Linked DNA regions of Macaca mulatta: region 2 is linked to region 1. The links are chromatin contacts, called in public Hi-C maps. All regions are on one chromosome and are shown on one strand. Each heading gives the region's core, a stretch centred on a gene start, on an enhancer-like site or on the middle of the called end of the contact. The rest is flanking DNA. Distances are from core to core; before and after follow the strand shown. Region 1 holds the start of SYTL2 (synaptotagmin like 2). Region 2 holds the start of HIKESHI (heat shock protein nuclear import factor hikeshi).

Region 1 (2,700 bases), core at 78-2,577:
CTGTGCAGGATACAAATGATAGGTAAAAGTACAGTTTTTCACTATGGGCCCAGGCTCTCATAAAAGAAGCAGGCCTAAGATTTATAGGAAATGATGTAGGAATGAATTCAAAGTGCTGAAGAATCACAAATTGCTTTTATATTTGCCTAAAAAATCTCCATGCTTTAAAAATTTTCCAGTGGTAGCTTTTTCTCCTGAATTTGCACTCTTAATAATTTTATCCTATAATCCCATCTGACAATGTTATTTTAGGGAAAACCAGGTTAACAGAAGAACCTTTATATCAGATGTGTAGATCATAGCAAATTCCTGGCACTTAATAAACACAACACTGATAGACTAAAGGGAGGTTTAAATGAGGTGAAACACATAAATTATCTCTAATAATGGTTAATTTTTGGTATTTTACTGATGAGAAAACCTCCCTTAACCAAAAGCTGCTTAATATTTTCATTAACTGCTTCAGTTCCCTTTCTTTAAGTTCTTAATACATTATTAATATAACACAGCATGAATAAAAAATATTATAATCCATTTTTAAAAAAACAAATTCAAGAATGCCAAACAGGTGACTTACGAAGGGAGCAGGGAAGCCTAAAGGAGCCTCATTTCTGTCTTCCTGGGACAAAAGGATAAGTAATTGACTGAAATGTAACTACCAGGATATAGACGCTCCTAGGATGTAAAAGAAAATTGTCCATTTAGAGCCAGTGTCAAAGTACAAAACAAAGAAAATTATCTTGAGGCAGATAATGAGAAATAATGCAGGAGAGGAAGGAGGAACTTTAAAGGCGGTTACGTGTAGGATTTTCTTTCTCTCTCTCGGAAGAGAGAACAGCAAAAAGCGAAGAGTGGGAAATACTGGACTTAAATTCCTTTCTCAAGGTTTAGGAACAAAAAAGGAAAGCGAAAAGGAAAACAGAATCAAGGACTTGTACAGCAGGAAGTTGTCCTATAAGCATTTAGTCCAGGGATCTGCCATTCTTATTAAGAGCTAAAACCAAAGAATGAGTGTACAAAAGTGGAAGGAAGAGAAGCCGCCACGGTGGAAGGAGCGGAGCGGGGTAGAGGCGCGCAGAAGCCTCACAGACCACCGGGCCCCGTCCCCGTCCCCGTCCCCGTCCGCGTCCCCCGAACTGTGCAGAAACCACCACCGAGTCCAGGCGTCTCATTTTACAGCGGAAGACACAGACTCTGAGACTCAAATGACCTGCTCACGGTAACAGCACAAAGTCCGTGGGTCTTGTGTCTACAGTCACCAACTTCCGGGCTTGCGACTAAAGGGAGCCAAGCGGCTCGTGAGCGTTTGAGACCAGCCGGGTCAGCGGAAAAAGGCTGGAGAGAGCGACCGCGGCTACCACCGCGGCGGTGCGGGCCTTCGGCCGGGACTCTTCCCTGCGCCGCCACCAGATGGCGCGCTTGGCCCGCCGTTCGCGGCTAAGCTAGGGCGGGTGGGGAGGGAGTGGGGAGGAGGACGTCGGTTGCCTTGGAAACGCAGGGCGCGGCACCGGCTGCGGTGGAGCGGGTAGGCCTGGTGAGCGGGCTGAACGGAAGTGCGAACTATCGGCCCACGGCGGGGTATCCACCGCTGGAGGCTGTGGAGGGAATGTCAGGAGACTGGCTGGCCTCTTTTCTTGGTCCCCGACTCCTTCCAGTGTGACACTGAAGACTTTATAAGCATCCCCGGCCCACCCTCCACGGACCCCCCCTCCTCCACGGGCCCCCCTGTCCACGGGCCCCCCTGTCCACGGGCGCCCCTGTCCCCGGGCCTGGGCTTGCGCCGCTTCGAGATCAGCCTGGGGGTCGCGCCCTCCTGGTCTTGTGGCGAAGCGCCGTTCTTGGGCCGTTAGGAGCTGCTGGGAAGGGCTCTGATAGGCCTACCCCTCTTCTCCACCCAGGAGATGAGAAGGAGGGCAGGCCTTTTTAATCTGGTAAGAATGTCAACCCATCTCTCCACTGCGGTAGAATCCCTGGATACATTATTTGCCCTCTCGAAAGGCAGGCTCTGAATTTGATTCAGGTTTGTAACCTTCACGGTGCCCCCACACAGGCGCTAGCACACAGCAGACGCAGAGCAGACTAAGAATGCCTTCCCTTCTTGCGAGGCTTTATCACTTGACAGTTTTCCCAAAGTGTCTGGAGCCTCATAATAGCCCGGACAGCAGCTAGGACAGATGGAGGAGGAAACAGGTCAGAAGTTCAGAGACTTGGCCGAGGTTATACAACTCCGTGCAGGAGCGAGGACCAAGCTCGGTCTTGTTCTCTTAGTGCCCCTCTCACCAAATTCTGAGTCTAGTGAATGCTTTCTAAGTGAGAACCTCACATATTCTTGCATCCTTCTCAATATCAGTGCAATGGTCTTCCCCTGTAGGTACTTCATATGTGCTAAGTGTGTTACTGATGTCCTTTACCCTCATATCCCAATTCATAGATTGGTTTCAACTTCTTGCTCTGGATACCACAACATTCTTCTAAAGAGAACTTGGCTTCTTTTATGAATTTGTCACATTTGTACAGTACCATGTTTGTTTCCTCACTCCCTTATCCCATAATTTTCTGCTGGGCAAGAGAGAGAGTTGAGGAAGTGATTAAGAGATGGGAAAAGGTGCCCTATCTAAGCCCCCCCCCCCCCCAAAAAAAGGAAAAGAAAGATTCCTGTAATGACAGAGGAGAAAAATAATGACTGGATATTTATCAGTC
Region 2 (2,720 bases), core at 72-2,571, 450 kb after region 1:
ACATTCTGGCCACTACTGGGTACTTTACATGTAAGAACCCTCGAAACAACTTTATGAGGTAGATACTATTATTACTTCATTTTAAAGATGGGGAAAAGGAGGTATGGGAGTGTTAGGTTAACTTGCCTAAGATTATGTAACTAATAAATGGCAGAGATGGGCTCTGAAGCCAGGTAGTGGGTGCCTTAATTTATGAAGTGGTCTTCATATGAATGGCCTTTTTATTCGGAAGGTTCTAGGACTTTTTAGGTAGCAAGTTGGAGACATTGGTAGATCCTTTCCTACCTCTTCATCTTTGGCTCAGCTATCTCAAAGGAGTATCAGTGATAAGATAGGTGATCAGTTTAGGGATCCACAGTGGAGGCCAGAAGACTGTTCCAAACACTGATCCCCCGTATATAAACTAAGGACAGGGAAGACAGACCTGCTTTATGGCTGGTGGCCAAGCTCAGATATTTAAATTGGACAGAGACCCTTTACTATCCTATTCAAGATGAAAAGAAATTGGAGTTGTGAAAGGGAGAATAAGTATTGGTGGCAATCAGTACTTGATGCCAGTTTTTTTTTTTTTTTTTTTTTTTGGCTATTGTTTTGTATTTCCTATGAACCTTTTCTGCAAATGCATATAGAAAAAAAAAATAGATATTTTTACAACAAAACTCCCACTAATTAAGCACAGCCAGGCACTATGCTAAGTGTTTTATACATATTAGCTCATTTAATCCTCACAGCAACCCTAGGAGATAGGCACATTATTTTTCTTTTGCAAAGGAGGGACACTGAAGCACAAAGACATCTACAACTTTTCCACAATTGTACAGCAAATGAGCGTGACAACTAAGTGAAGCTGGAAAGAACTATAAACTGTAGACAAGTACAAAACAATTGGTTAAAGATTAGTACTTGTGAGATACTGTGTAGCAGAAAGAAACCCGGATTTGGATTAGGACTTGAAATCAGCCTCCAACATTTACTGCTGTGTAAAGATTTGAGGTTGCTCACTCCTATAAAATTTGGATTATAATACTTACCTCATAGGGTTTTTGTAAAGATCTAGTGACGTGATTATTGTAAAAGTGCACTATCTCTCAGATGTTACAGAAACGTTAGAAGTATCTCCTCCCAGGATTGTACATGGAAATGAGAGATCCACACATGGTGTGGCTATAGAACACTCGGACTACCGATCCCAGTGTGCAAAGCCTCCGGGCTTACTTTCCCGGAAACCGGCGCAGTGCCCTCTGGGACTTGTTCTGGGACTTGTAGTCTTGTACCGGCGCTGGCCCACCTTTCTTCCTCAGTGGGGAAACCGGGTGTAAGCCCCGGAAGTACTTGTTGCCTGAGCAGCGTGCTGCTTAGGAAGAGAAGGTCAGAGGTCGCGGGGCAGAGGCGTTCCAGCCGCTGGCCCAGTCACTATGTAGTGGAGGGGCAGACACCCTCTCACAAATTCTGGAAGGTTCTTAGTCTCGACTAGGGCAGTAGCCCCAGGACTCCTAGTCGCCGGCTTCAGGTCACTGCCGGCTGAACGGAGCTGCCGTCGCCATGTTTGGCTGCTTGGTGGCGGGGAGGCTGGTGAGGATGGGACCGAGTGGTATCAGGAAGGGGTCAGGATATCGAGGGCGAAGCCCTGCGGCGGGGAGGGTACGCAGGCTCTAGGGATGCGGGGAAGCCCACTTAACTGTATTTTGGCTGGGTATGTGAGGATGGAGCGTGGGAAGCTGGGTGCTCTCCTATGCCCAGCTCCGTTCAGATTCTTTCGAATAGTAGTCACAGTATTGGCATTTATTAAGTGTGCATTTTGTACAAGTACTGGGCTAAGTGCAGTGTACGCCTTTGGTCACTCAGCCTTATGTGTGGCGCTTATTTGGCACTTTGAACTTAATCCTCGTAACTCGTGAGATGGTCTTTATCTTTGACATTTTGCAGTTAAGGAACTAAGTTCAATCGCCAGTATAAATGCCTCCCTTATTACCGTGAGGTAGAGGTGAATTTGGGATTGAATCTGGTCTATAGCAAACGGTTTTTCAAAGATTAAGGTGCTCAGGCAGTGTATATCTGCTGGGTCCCTTTGGAAGAACCCCAGTAAAAATATGCTTAATTTAATTGGAAGTTGGCAGAAACTTAACGTGTGAACCGTATCTGAGATAACCAGAGAAGGATGCAAGTAGTGTGTTTCCTTATTGGTCAAAATAGATAACCTACATTGCCAAATTGTTAGAGTAAATGAGATCAGCACCTGGAATTCTTTAGGAATAATCTGGAAGGTGAATCTTTTTTGTTTCCTTAGAAACCACACAGACATCAATTTTCAGGCCTGACTCCTTTCCCCTAGAAGTATTTTTCCTTCTTTTTTCTTCTGGCTTTTTTAAATGTTGCAATCCCTTTGTTGAATTGTCTTTTTTTCCCATCAAGTTTTGATAATGTATTGTATTCTGTACATATACAGTTCTAAGAAGCCAGAAAGATAAATTGGAGATGACTAGCCTCATAAAGTTTGTCTCTTGAATGACTGTGAGACCCCTGTGGTGATGGTGGTAATTCATAATCCTGGTGAGATAATTCTACCCTGCTCTTAATAGGGAAAAAGAAAGGACAACCCTGGAATGATTGTGTGACTCAGACGAGTGAGTGTTATTAATTAATGACATTAAAATTGTGTTTCTCAGAGAATAAAAAACCTATTTGGAATCCATGTATCTCTCATGTTGTCAACTAATTTG

The links. A called contact is a pair of places that touch in the nucleus more often than the background predicts.
Region 2: a contact with region 1 is called in a Hi-C map of liver, with 3 times the contacts expected there. The contact joins the promoter of HIKESHI here to the promoter of SYTL2 in region 1. A contact is called at or near these places in 6 of 14 Hi-C or Micro-C datasets (CD4 T cells, blood, cortical neurons and 3 more).

The regions. Positions count from the first base shown.
Region 1 is chr14:86,449,663-86,452,362 of T2T-MMU8v2.0, forward strand. It overlaps SYTL2 (synaptotagmin like 2), which reads right to left and starts at 1,328. Exons shown (of 21, transcript XM_077964145.1): 1 at 1,211-1,328; 2 at 578-675. All of the region lies in intron 1 of CCDC83 (coiled-coil domain containing 83), which reads left to right.
Region 2 is chr14:86,900,564-86,903,283 of T2T-MMU8v2.0, forward strand. HIKESHI (heat shock protein nuclear import factor hikeshi) reads left to right here and starts at 1,322. Exons shown (of 5, transcript NM_001260980.1): 1 at 1,322-1,572. The coding sequence starts at 1,543.